2 separate regions of the Zea mays genome follow, and region 2 is linked to region 1. The links are chromatin contacts, called in public Hi-C maps. All regions are on one chromosome and are shown on one strand. The core of a region is the stretch at or near the end of the contact, and the rest is flanking DNA. Distances in the headings are between cores, read along the strand shown.

Evidence for each region. A called contact is a pair of places that touch in the nucleus more often than the background predicts.
Region 2: a contact with region 1 is called in a Hi-C map of ear, with 3 times the contacts expected there. The contact joins the enhancer-like site here to the promoter of LOC541959 in region 1. A contact is called at or near these places in 5 of 25 Hi-C or Micro-C datasets (ear, endosperm, leaf and 1 more).

Annotation. Positions count from the first base shown.
Region 1 is chr1:24,194,008-24,200,784 of Zm-B73-REFERENCE-NAM-5.0, reverse strand. LOC541959 (serine acetyltransferase 2) reads right to left here and starts at 2,139. Exons shown (of 1, transcript NM_001111613.2): 1 at 875-2,139. The coding sequence starts at 2,044. The coding sequence ends at 1,100.
Region 2 is chr1:24,335,454-24,342,167 of Zm-B73-REFERENCE-NAM-5.0, reverse strand. No RefSeq gene overlaps it. Among protein-coding and RNA genes, the nearest start is that of LOC100281285, 15 kb to the left of the region's middle. Within about 2 kb of position 4,272, at least 14 of the 20 cell types and tissues checked have an H3K27ac peak or open chromatin away from gene starts, as enhancers often do. A contact at or near this core is called in ear and endosperm, where this site is marked.

The DNA of each region.
Region 1 (6,777 bases), core at 890-3,389:
TATTTTTTGACCTACTGATTCTAGCGTTAGGCTCCAGACATCAGTATGCACAAGCTACAATAGAAATTCATACACACTAATAGAGTTACCATGTAAATGTATAGAGACGCTTGGAAGAATCACCGATAGTCTAATCTTGAGTTTGCTTGGTGTTGCGTTGATCCATTGGATTGAGAACTACTACTCACGAAGGCGTATAAATACAATATGGACTTGAACTAGTCTATATCAAATCCAAAACATAATACATGATTAAAACATGCTATTCAATATCTATGCTCTAGTGGTTTGAAGCAGTCATCATGACCATGAGTCAACTATCAAATCTGCTTACCGAATATGTTCCGTTACTGGTTGAAGCAGAGGCTTATATATCCAACTCTACTTGGTCAAAGTCTGTACATGGATAGTGGAGTACTGTATAATTATAAAGTCTCCTGCAGGATAGACTTCTAGAGTGTTTGGTTTAAAGAATGAGCTAGTCTATCATCTTCTTACTCTTTTTTGGTTTGCGAAATGAAATGAGTTGATCCATCACCAAATCATTCCTCATTTAGTTAGTACTAATATGAGGAATGTGGTCATCTGGTCATCTCACTAAATTTGAAGAATGGATCTATGATGCATCACTTTATTTAGAATTTAGTGATTCTTCAAAGCGAACATCTCATTTATGTCCTGCTTGGGGTTTTATAAGTTTAGGGAGTTTGGAAACCACATTTTTTCAATGGTTTTTTTCTTTTCTCAAGGGAAATTAGTTTATTTTCCCTTGAAAAATTAAAAATCCCATAGAAAAATGCGGTTTGCCAAACTAGCCCTTAGGAGAAGAAACGAAACATGCGGACACAATAATTTATAGCTTGAAAGTATATGTACAAGCAACCGATAACTTATCAGATGCATATAGTATTGTTATTCCCCTCACGCAAAACAAAGAAAAATATGGAGTTGCTCTAGGGCTCAATGCCTAATTGAGCTCCCTCTTTATGCAATGCAGCAACGGCAATGCACCTATCTCTCAATAACGACTTGACTAAATATCTTCTGGGAGGGAAACTCTCCTGCACTAAATATTTGCAAACAGACCCTCTGGAAGTTATCAAATCACGTAGTCCGACCACCCTTGCTCCATGGTGACCCCAGGCTGCTCTTCCGGCCGCCGCTGCGGCGCCGCCTTCTTCCCGACCGCCTTGGCGGGGTTCCCGACGGCCGTGGTCCCCTCCGGCACGTCCCGTAGCACGACCGCCCCTGCTCCAATCTTCGCCCCGGCTCCAACGCGCACATTGCCGAGCACGCTGGCGCCGGCGCCGATCAGCACCCCGTCCCCGACCTTCGGGTGCCGGTCGCCGGACTCCTTTCCCGTGCCGCCGAGGGTGACGCCGTGCAGGATGGAGACGTCGTTCCCAACGACGGCCGTCTCGCCGATGACGATGCCCGTGGCGTGGTCGAACAGGATCCCCGAGCCAATGCGCGCGCCGGGGTGGATGTCGACGCCGAACACCTCGGACGCGCGGCTCTGGAGGAGGAAGGCCGGCGCGGAGCGGCCCTCGCACCACAGCCCGTGCGCGGCGCGGTGCGCCTGCAGGGCGAGGAAGCCCTTGTAGTAGAGGAAGCAGTGCACCATCCGGCCGCAGGCCGCGTCGCGGTCGCGCGCCGCGCGGAGGTCGGCGCGCGCGGCGCGGCCGGACTCCGGGCGCGCGGCCAGTGCGGCGGCCAGGAGGTCCCGGAGCGCGTCCTGCGGCAGCGCGCCGGGGACGCAGAGCTTGGCCGACAGGTGCGCGGCGAGGGCGGCCTCCAGCGACGGGCGCGACAGGACGAGGTCGGCGTAGTACTTGCGGAGCAGAGGCTCGGCGTCCGCGTCGGCCTGCGCCTCCGCGCGCAGCTCGTCCCAGACGTCGTCGTCGTCGCCGCCGCTCGCGGACGCCGGCGCGGCGGCGGCGGCGGCCACCGCGCGGTCCGTGGCGCCGTCCGGCAAGTAGCGGTAGATGGCGCCGGTGAGGCGGCCGGCGTGCGTGGGGTGCCACTTGTCGACACAGGCAGCCATGCGTGCGGGTGCCGGCGCGAGAGCAGAGGAGGCTGGAGGAGGTCTTGGGATCTTGGTTATCGGTGATGGAGCGAGCGACTAGCGACGGCTGGGAGGTTGTGGCCGCTTAGACAGGGCAAGGTGTTTGCGCTCCTATATATACGTGTCTGCCTGCGGCGGCGGAGGCAGGCAACCGAGAAGGCGAAGTTTCGAGGAAGCAGACTGCGTCTGGGTTACAGGTGCGTGAAGCGTGACAAAAAAAATGTATACGTGGGGCAACCATCTGCTCATATAGAATTTCTTATTCGACAAACAAACAAAAAAATTTGCTCTTTTTCAATTTAGCATCCAACCTTCAAATCTTTCTTATTTAACATCCAAAAGATTTATAATGATGCCAGATAATAAAACTAAAGTTATTTTTGGGTGCCAGATACAGATAATGAAACTAAAGTTACGAACAATCCCAATAACGGACGGAACAAGAAGCTCTAGAAACTTAGGGTTTGTTTGGTTGGACTGTGACCGTGAAAAAAAGTTGCTGTAGGCTGTGAGCCGTGGAAAAATCTGTTGTGGGGTGTGAGCTGTTAAAAAGCTAAAAATCGTTTGGTGGAAACCACTAAAAGCCGTTAAAAGTTCTTCGATATATGTTTTCACAGTTCATCCAAAAGCCACTAAAAGCAGGTTCAGGGATGCTTTCAGTTTTGCACTGCGAGAAAGTCGGCATTTAGAAAAAGCTGCTTCCTGAATCTAGACCTTTGGTTTGGCTAGCCAAAGCAAAAGCTAAAAGCCAAACAAAACACATCTTTAAGCTCCCCTTGAAAATAAAAGGCTTTTTTTTGGAATTTAGGTCGAGTACCTATCCTTACTAAAGATAATGTAGCCAAAAGACGTTGGAAAGGTAGCTTGACTTATAGCTTTTGCAATTGTAATGAGTGTATTCACCATCTCTTTTTTGACTGCTATATGGTCAGAAACATATGGAGAATAATTTACTTTGCCTTAAAAATAGACAAGCATGTTGGCATTAATCATATAATCGGGTTTTGGGGAAGCAATAGGGGTCCAGGATACAAAAAAAATATTACTCCTACAAAAGACGGAATCACAACAACAAATCCTTGATGTTTGTCAAGCGTTGAAAGCCGTGGTGATAGAAGTCTTTGCAAATCATGGATGACGCTTAAATGCAAGAATTGATGATGACTAGAGTGATTCACATTCTCGTCATTTTTTTGCTTCTTTGAGTTAGTTTCATTATCCAAGCAACGTTTCTTTCGGATGTAATAGTTGTCTTGTGTTGCGTGTACGCATGTATTACCATGCTAAAACAGGAACTCATGTTTCCCTTATATAAAAAAAATACAGAAATGTATCATTTATTAATTTGCCCTGCACATCTGTGTTCTTTCGTGGCAAAGCTACTAGTAGCTGCTTTGCTGACTGTACCGTGTGCGTCAACCCTCATGTGTGGGCCAGCGCCAGCACATAGCGTTTGCGTTTTGACACTCTACGTGGTTACATGCTGAGACCGTTGAGCAACGTGGTGGACCATAGCAACCAGACACCAGCAGTTCCTATCTGGGGCTAGCAGAGGGTTAGCACAAACCAGGAAGCATTGTGCCGTAATCTTTCACGATCAGCAAGATGTAAAAAGCCAGAGCAGTGAGCATATGCCTGACGAATATCTTCTGATTACATCCGTCCGGGGCAAGGCAACGGAGCAGCACAGCACAGCCTCGCGCCGTCGCCTGCCGCCCTGCCCTGCCCTGCCCTGCCACGACGAGAAAATGTTTCCCGAAAGCAACCAGAAAAGGAGGCAACGCCGCGCGCGGGGGGCGTTATCCATGAAACGAAGGCGGTTTTCGGTACTGTAGAATTGCCCCACATTTTTACATTTCGGCGCAGTTGCTTCTGCACCAGGCGAACCTTCGCGTGTGCGATAAGGTGTCGTTTCGGCGGCGCGGCGCACCGCGCACGACCATTTCCTTTGTTTTTTTCCCCCGGTGGCGGGGAAGACCGAGGAGAGGATCCCGTTCCCGTGCCGCGCGACTCGGGTTGGTGGGCACGCGCGGCGCACGCGAACCTCCCCTCTCCCGTCGCGTGGCCTCGCTTGGTTCCCCGCGGTCGGACGCGAACGCGACGCGACGCGGCGGGGGGCCGGCCCGGCGCGTCTCGTCTGGCCCGCGGCGCGCGGCGTTTCGCGGCGGAAAGAGCTGTGGCAGGGGGCGTGGCCGTGGCCGTCCGCCCGTCACATATTCGATCCGTTGTTCTGATCGCCCCCGCGCGGGCAACCGCTCCCCTCCCCTCCTAGTTGCTGTCCGTTGTTCCCTGGGCTGGGCTGGGCTGGGCATCCCATCCATGCGCGGCGGGCGCTTTGTGCCGTTCGCGCTTGCTTTTCTTTCCTATGTTGCGTTTCCATCTGACTGAGACCACTCAAATGAGATCTAGCAACAGATGCGATTCGCCTAGCAGCTTGTACAACCAGCCACGCCGTGCCTATACACATTACAGAACCAGCCACGTCGTTTTGCTATTTCTGCCATCGCCGTTGCTCACACTGGTCCAAAATTTTTTTTCTTCTCTTTCTCGTGGCCCTGGAGCTGAGAATTCTGTGCTGGAAGTTCGTCCGTATTTTATTTATTTTTTTTACAGGAAGGATCGAGGATCGCGAAGCAGATGTGAAAGCGGAGATTATCCACCACATACAGCACCAGGTGCATGAACAGAGAACAGTTGCTTGCCCGGCCTTGACCATGGGGGGTGGCGGTTAAGCAGCAGGAGAGAGACCTAGGGAGGGACCGAGGGAGTTGCACGTTTTGTGTGGGTCAGGCTCAGGCAGATCAATCATTGGGATCCACTGCGCACGCCGCGCGCGAAAGCGCTTCCCAGAGGCTGGCGACGGACGCCGCAGAGGATCCGGTCCGGCAGGGGGAGGGTGACGTTCGGGGTGACGAGACGGTGGAAAAGTCGTCGCGTTTCCTCACTGCGCCGGCCCGAGCTTTCTTCCTCGCCGCGATGATCTTGGCGCCACATGGGTGGTGCCAACGAACGAACGAACGAACGCGTGGATCTTGGACTTTTTTGACCGAGGTCGTCGTGCAACGAGCACAAGCTCCTCCCTATCTCCTTGTTAGCCAAGGAAAGGATATATATATCATAATAATCAAGCGGTTTGAGGCATATTGGCCCACGTTTGAGGGGCATTCCCTCCGTTTCTTTTTATTAGTCGCTGGATAGTGCAATTTTGCACTATCCAGCGACTAATAAAAAAAAACGGAGGGAGTATGTACGTCCATCCATATCCATTGATGATGCAAGGACATACGTCTACGTGCGTGTGGGTGAGGTAATAATGATCCGGACATGGATGCCACTGACGCGAATAAAAAAAACTTGACGAGTGAACTGAACTGAGCCGTACAAACTACTCACGCGCACTTTGCACCATGCTCGTTTACTCCTCTAGTCATGTCCGCATCAAGTTAATTTCTTCTATCTGGTTTTAAGCCCCGCACCACACACAGTATGCCACTCTATCCGTCATGTTAGGTTTCAGGATCCTCTGTCTCCATGATCTGTTGATACATGGACTGTTTTTTAATAGGGAACATTCTATGAATTTTGTATCCAGCAATAAACTTATACTTGTTCCACTTTGTAATTCGTTTCACTTTTTGAAATCAATTTTACAAGCTCATCTTATTTTAAAAAATAAAAAATAGAAAAAAAAATCAAGCCATGTTTAAAATATATTATATGCTAAATGATATCACAACAACAATAAATAATAATTTTTTTTGAATAAGCCGGTTGGGTCGGTCAAATTGGTTTTAAAAATTCAAAATTATATTTTAGAACAAAGCACATATTAGCTTGGCTGTTATATTAATATTTGGGACATCCAAGATCCGAAGATGGTATAGTTTATCTCGGACAACAGGATGGCTAAAAACACCATCATGTTGTTGTGTGCTTTTAGCATGCGGTCTAATCTGAGAATTACTAGAGTATAACTGATTCTCTCGTAGATGCTTGCGAACATAACAAGCCACGCCACCGAAAACTCTAAAAGCAACGGTTACACTAGCTCGCGTGAACGCGAAATTGGTTGAAAAGCCAATATCTTTTCGTAAAAGAAAGTGGAGAAACATGCGTTGAAGATGCATTGAAATTTGCTACGTGCACCAACCACAGTGAAGCGGTGAACAACATAATTTGCATTGGCTACAATTCACTACACAAAGATGAACATTATTTTTGTACTCTTTCCTTTTGTGTACATAAGGATCCTATGTCGTCCAAACGCATGCACATAGAACTTCTTAATTGTAAGTGGTGGTGATTTTGCCTAGTGTTCTATGGATACTCCAACTAAGAGAGTATCATAATTTGTCTTGTATTGAAACTATTATTGGTTGTGAACTTATCTATTAGAACTCCCCTTCAAATGTCCAACATGGTATCATGACTCACGCTAACACTGCAGGTCTTTTAGTGGCTTATTTCTATCAAACTCACACACAAGTTTTTTGTGGCTTATCATAGATATGTGTTAGGGTGTGCATTTGGCATGAGTGTAGTGTGTTGCTATTTCATATTTGAAATATTAAAAAGAAATCGAGAGTCATGGATGCGCACATTATATACTATGCATGATATATCACAACAACAACAACAATAATTTTTTTTGAATAAGCCGGTTGGGTCGGTCAAATTGGTTTTAAGAATTCAAACTTATAAGTTAGAACAAA
Region 2 (6,714 bases), core at 3,023-5,522, 140 kb before region 1:
CCAGCCAGCGATCCAAGTCCTTGTCGCGCGCGCGGATCCTAGTAGATGCTAGCCTGATACAACCCATGCGATCGACACGAACAAATTCGTCTCCTCCGCCATCGATCGCTCGGCCCCTCGGCTGATTTGATCCCCTACGACTAGGATGAACACGCATTCATTCGTCGACGACCTTTTGAGAATATAAAAGTATGTTCCTGTCGACGACAGTGGCGCTGAGAAATTCTAAATCCAGCAACCGAGCACTCGATCGATCGAGCGCCTAAGACCAACTCCAGCAGACTCCCTCTCCGTATCCCTAAAACGCGCGGCCAACAGATTCTCTCTCCTTTCCGTATCCGTCTCCGTTTCCAGCAACACTCTCCATCCCACTCCGCATGCAGTCTATGACACCTGGGGCCCGCCAGCAGTCGCGCGCGCACGCAGAGAGCTGCGGAGAGGAGAGAGAAAGTGTGGAAATGGGGAGCGCAGGTACAGGCCGTGCGTTTTACGGAGCCGGATGCGGAGCCTGCTGGACTGATGAATAGTGTGCTAGGCTCCGCAAAATAGGGATACAGAGCCGCATGCGGAGTGCTGCTGGTAGGGATGGATCCGGATATTTATTCGGATGTCAATTTTTTAGTCTTCTTTCTTCGATTGTGAACAAATAACATATAGAATTTGCTATGTAAATTTATATTCTTATTTTTAGCATTGAGGTTATTAATCTTCACAAAAAATAAACATTAAATTCGTTCTAGATATTTTTAAATAATTGATATAAAATTCGGATGTCTATCCGAATACGGATTCGGATGTTTTTTCACCTTTTTTGTTGTAGGGAGAAAATAATGTACATAAAAAAGTATACAAAAATTTATTTAAATACTTTATAATATTCTTCATAACATTGCCAAAAATTAGCTTTAAATTATATGTATATCTATGCTAAAATATTAGATTTGTGATACAATTCGGATGTTTTAGGAACATCCCTAGCTGCTGGAGTTGGTCTAATCAGTGAGTGATGATTGGGGTAAAATCATTACTCACTGATTAGTGACCGCGCATCTCTGCAGTCACAGAGTCACAGCAATGATCGGCCGCCTGGAGCGAACGTGGCTGGAAGGAAGCGACCTGCTCACCAGTCACCACTGCTCTCGGCTGATCAGGCCCCCGCTGCCCCCGCACAAAAAAGCGACCCACCGATCAATACCATGCATGCATGGCCGGCGGCGAATGCCAGCGCGTGGGCTCCGGCTCCCGCGCAGCGGCGGCTCGCTGTGCCCTGTGCACCACGCTGCATGGGCGATTCACGGGGCGGTGCGCGCGAGCGCGATCGAGAAGTCACGAGCGGGGTAAAATCACCTCGCCGTGGAATCTTCCTTTTGTTTCCATGCCTCGTCCCTCTCCCTCTCTCCCTGTGTCTATCTATGATCAGCCCGCTTTTCAGCTTTTCCCCTGTTCCGCGGGAGTTGCATGTGTTCGGAACCCTGCGGCGCGGTTGCGCTGGCGGCTGGGACCGATCGCCTAGTCCCTGGCGCTCGTGTCGTGTGTCATGCCATACTGCCATTGCATATGACCGCAATCATTCCTTCTTTGATACTAATACTACCACTGCTGAGTGCTGACTACTGTACGTATATGAGTAGATGACTATGTGTTGCAAAGATAGGATAGTTCTCTGTTCATGCCAGCAATTATAACCGGAGCAGCTATGGGACAGCTCGTCTATGGTGAGACAAGTAGGGTGTTCGGCTATCGGCAGTGCAGGTTACTCCAAATCTCTACTCTATATCACTATATACACAGCCTAATCAGCAAAATTCCTTACTCCATATTGGAGGCAGCAGTGGGGCAGACGGGGCTCGAGCCCCTCTTACTGCTGCCTAGTCCATAGTGTCTCTTCTAAGATTTTTAGCGTACATATACAATGTAGAAGGAACTTCTATACTACAGTAATTTAGTTGAGCCCATTCTAAAAAAATTTCTGGCTCCGTCACTGTGCGCCGCCGCCACCTGGCCGGCCAGGCGCACCACCATCCCGGCCGCGTGTGCTCTTGATGCTCAGCAGCTTCGAAGAGGACGAAGGGTCTGGCATACAGACTCCCATTGATGGGCTGTTTGTTGGGCTATGGTTGGTTGGTTGTTAGGCCGGCCTAGCAAATCCACCGTAGAGCCGTTTCGAACAGATTTTTGTATGCTTGGATATACTACTTGTGCTCTGGCTGGCTCGCCACATAGCTGGCTTGGTGTTGAATGGACTAGAACTAATAGTTTGTGACTAAAATTAGTTGAAATATTCAAACATCCTAGCTAATAATTTAGCTATTAGCTATTTTTGTTAAATTAGTTAATAGCTAACTAATTCTACTAATAATTTTTAGCTAACTAACTATTAATTCTAGTATATTCAAACAACTCTTTAATACCACCAGCTGTATGCATGCAATGCATGCATGCATGCAGGGGTTGCAGACTTTTTTTTGGGTCGTTATGTGCCGCCATTTTCCGGTTTGTTTGCTTGCTGCTCGTCCCGGTGCAAAAGGAAAGGACGCGTGGGTTTTTTCGCCGGAACCGGAACCGGTTAGGTTATACATACGTTGCATGCCCCCATTCCGAGAGGCCGAATTTTTTGTATTTTAGCCCTTAAACAGAAGTAAAATCACGTTTAGACCTAAAAAAATTTTAAATGCAGTTTTGGACCCTTTGCTCGGCGCCATAGCCTATGGCGCCGAGCTAACACAGCTCGGCGCCATAGGCTATGGCGCCGAGGTCGTGTTGCGTTGGCACAACCCAGACGCGTGGCGTCGACGTGGAACCGAGCTCGGCGCCACAGATCTTGGCGCCGAGCTCGGTTGTGTTATTAAAATATTTGTTGCATACATGAGCACAAAGCCCATCTAGCCCACTTGGTAGAGCATAAGGCTTCTAACCATGTGGTCGTGGGTTCAAACCCCATAGTTTGCATTTTTTTTGTTTTTTTTTGTTTATGTCGTTGGTGTGTCCGCTTAAATTTATTTCTCGCCTAGATTTTTTTTATGTCGTTGTGCCTAGTATTGCCTTCCATCTTGCACTGCATGCGCGCGCATTTCAATCTACAGTTTCCGAATTTAAAATGCGCGTAAATAATCGACTAGCTCAAATCATGCATGTGCAATACAAAAGCAATGTAGTAATTTTATAAAATGTCATCCGTGCATTATTCAAAATTTTACTACTTTTTTAAAAAGACCGAATGCATGGCATGCATGTTTTCATCTTGCAAATTAAAATCCGCAGAGCTTAGTGCATCTCCAATAATTTAAAAAAAACATTTAGTAATTTAGTGAGCTTTTCATGTAGCTAAAAAAGGTTAAGAACAAATTTCTTGAACAAAATCTAACTTAGTAAAAATATAGAAAACAATTTTGCATTACGAATCATTAACTATTTCTAAATCACTATAACTATTTTTATACATTTTTTTCTTCCTTATATACATTTGCTTTGATAAACAGCATGCCCTACTTATTATTATTCTCCACAACCTTTCACATACAGAGATATTGGCCGATCAGTACATGAGCATATATTTTGGGTCGATTTTTTCAATTGTGAAAAAAAATCTAGGCGAGAAATAAATTTAAGCGGACACACCAACGACATAAACAAAAAAAACAAAAAAAATGCAAACTATGGGGCTTGAACCCACGACCACATGGTTAGAAGCCTTGTGCTCTACCAAGTGGGCTAGATGGGCTTTGTGCTCATGTCTGCAACAAATATTTTAATAACACAACCGAGCTCGGCGCCAAGATCTGTGGCGCCGAGCTCGGTTCCACGTCGACGCCACGCGTCTGGGTTGTGCCAACGCAACACGACCTCGGCGCCATAGCCTATGGCGCCGAGCTGTGTTAGCTCGGCGCCATAGGCTATGGCGCCGAGCAAAGGGTCCAAAACTGCATTTAAAATTTTTTTACGTCTAAACGTGATTTTACTTCTGTTTAAGGGCTAAAATACAAAAAATTCGGTCCGAGAGGCGAGAACGTACGTGTATACTCCTCCTCGCTCCCCAGCTGTCTCTGCAGTTGCATATGCCATCCATATGCAATGCAAGAACAACAACAGCTACGACACAAGCAGATGCAGCGACACATATATTTACACGCGCAGATGCAGTTGACTCTTCCGCGCGCGCTAATCCTTCCAAACGCTAGTTCTGGCGCTGGCGAGGCAGCAGCTAGCTGTGGCATGTCGCGGCAGCCAGCAAACAGAGGATGCCAGCACAAACGCAAAGCCCCTAGCTAGGGCGATTAATTAGGAGCGGCCGTGCAGACGCAGGGGGATGCATCCATCCAAGCCAGCCCTCACGTCAGTCACGTGGGAGGGCCCCCGAAACGCGGCGCCACTGCCGGCCGGCGACAAGCGGAGCGATGGATTCGAGTATGGATCGTGGATGGATGGACGGGTGGTGGATCGGCCGGAGTCAAGAGGAGAGCGGCGCTCGCCAGCAGGCCTGCCTGCATGCATGCTTGGCCTCCTCGCCGGTCGGTCAGAGAGCTCTGAGGTTCAGTTCAGGGCGACCACGCCGCAGACACAGCAGAGAATTGCACGGTTCTTCCTCGTCACGAGGCGAACACAACAGGGGGAAATGGCCAGGGGGAGGGGGGACCGACCGCGTCTAGCCGAGCGCACACGGCCGCCTCGCATTGATCATCGTTGTAGGCTTCTTGCATCCCTAATTTAAGGCTCTTGGCACGGCCCGCCTGTTCGATGACATGCTTCTGCGATCTGCGTGCGTGCATGCATGCGCGCGCGGGCGGGCGGCAGGAGTACGGGAACGTCCCTTGGATCCCGCCCGTCCGGATCACGATGACCTACAGCAGCGACTGTTTGATCGACTGACGGTAGGTACTCCAATGCAGCACGCAGCTGCATGTGCACACTCTCTTGTTGCAGACTTTTGAAGAAGAAGAAAGAAAAAGGCGCTCGCTATAGCTAGCACCATTCAATGCGCTAGGATTTTCCTCTTTGTCTCAGATCAGTGTGGCCCGCTCGATCAATGGAACGAAGCTAGTGGACTAGTGCAGTACACTTTGCATGCATATATGGTTTACAACTCTTTGCAAAACTATCTCGGCAATTTATAAATCTCCAGTTTGCAAGCTTAGGACCAATACTGCGTCCGATCCGGCACACTACGGAAGAAGCTCGATATCAGTGGGATCGGATGTGCCGACGAATACTAGTGCATGCAAGCAAGCAGACAAAATGAAAAACTCCATACGTAATACGTTCAGAGAGGCAGCGTCGCATCGATCAAAAAAGAGAAAAGGGAAACATGAGCTAGCTAGGGCGGGTAACGTGGAGCTACGCGTACGGTGGACCCAAGCCGAAAATGAGCAGGCAACGTAGCCATGAGTATGCTCTACGACCAATCAGCAACCCTTTCACGCACGCAGGTGATGAGTGCGGTGCGGTCGACGGGGCAGCAGAGAGGTGGACGAAGACGACGACGGGAGCACGTCGATTGATTGATACTACTCGACGTGCGTGAACTGAAACTGATGGTGTGGTCCGCATGCAGCAACACAATTTCACGCCGGGATCAGCGCGTGCCCCGTTGCGTGCGGACGATCTGTGTCTCAAATATATATATTCAGCTAGCTAGTGGATTATGTTGAAACGACAAGCGTAGAGCAGCGGCTAACAGCTCTCCAGTTGGCATATATTCCTGTCCACTAAAAACACCTACAAAAATTAGATCTTGTTGAGCACCAAAAGTGGCGGACAGTTCGGTCGTTGGGCTCAGACAGTCCGCATGTCCTGCGATTAGATTAACTCAGATGATTATTCTTATCTCGTGTGTGGTTATCTATCTAATTACGTGGGAGTTGTTGGCTATCTCCCAGTAACATGTCCAAACCTCATCCCCTATAAATATAAAGGGGTACGACCGATTGAGAACCCACGAACACATTCTAATCGAATATATGTACTTTATTTACCTTTCCTGCCATAGGAGTAGATGTAGCGTAGCTTTAGTTGCAGTCTTCCGCATATACACCTCTACCCCTATTCAACTCTACGTCGTCTAGATCCGTCCTGCGGTGGCCTGCCGACCCTAGGACGACCCTATAATTTTTACCCCTCCTAAGGGGTAAGATCTACTTTGTCTACTTCTATCAAGATCTCTTTCTCGAATTGATCTCTTAATTCCTAGGCGCCTCTGCGTCGTCTAGGGACGCCCTAGGTGACCTGCTGATCCGGAGCACCCTAAGGTCTCTCCCTAGGGGGGTCTAGATCCTACAAGGAGAAGAAGAAGATCCTACGCCATCGCGGACAATCTGGCCTAGAGCGCAGACCGTCCGAACTGCGCGCAGGGAAGAAGCCGCTCCTGCCGCTAGGTCACGGATCGTCCGCTCAGAGCCGCGGACCATCTGAGCCCCCGTAGCGAGCACCGCCAAGTGACCCGACGACCTGTCGCAGAACGACACCACTGTTCACCTCGCGGAACCGAACCCAAGGTATTGCTCATCACGAGAAGGTCCTAGGGTTCATTGCTGTTTGGTCTCAAATAGGTGGTGACCATCATAGATGTGTTGTCCCACCTTCAGTATAACCACTTTATTTGATCCTACATCGTCTAAAGGTGCTAAGTATCACCAGTCGGTTCATTATAATGTTTGGTGACCAAAAGGGTGTCAACAAACTTTTTGGCCACTCCGCTGGGGAAGAGGTTGTAGATCTATA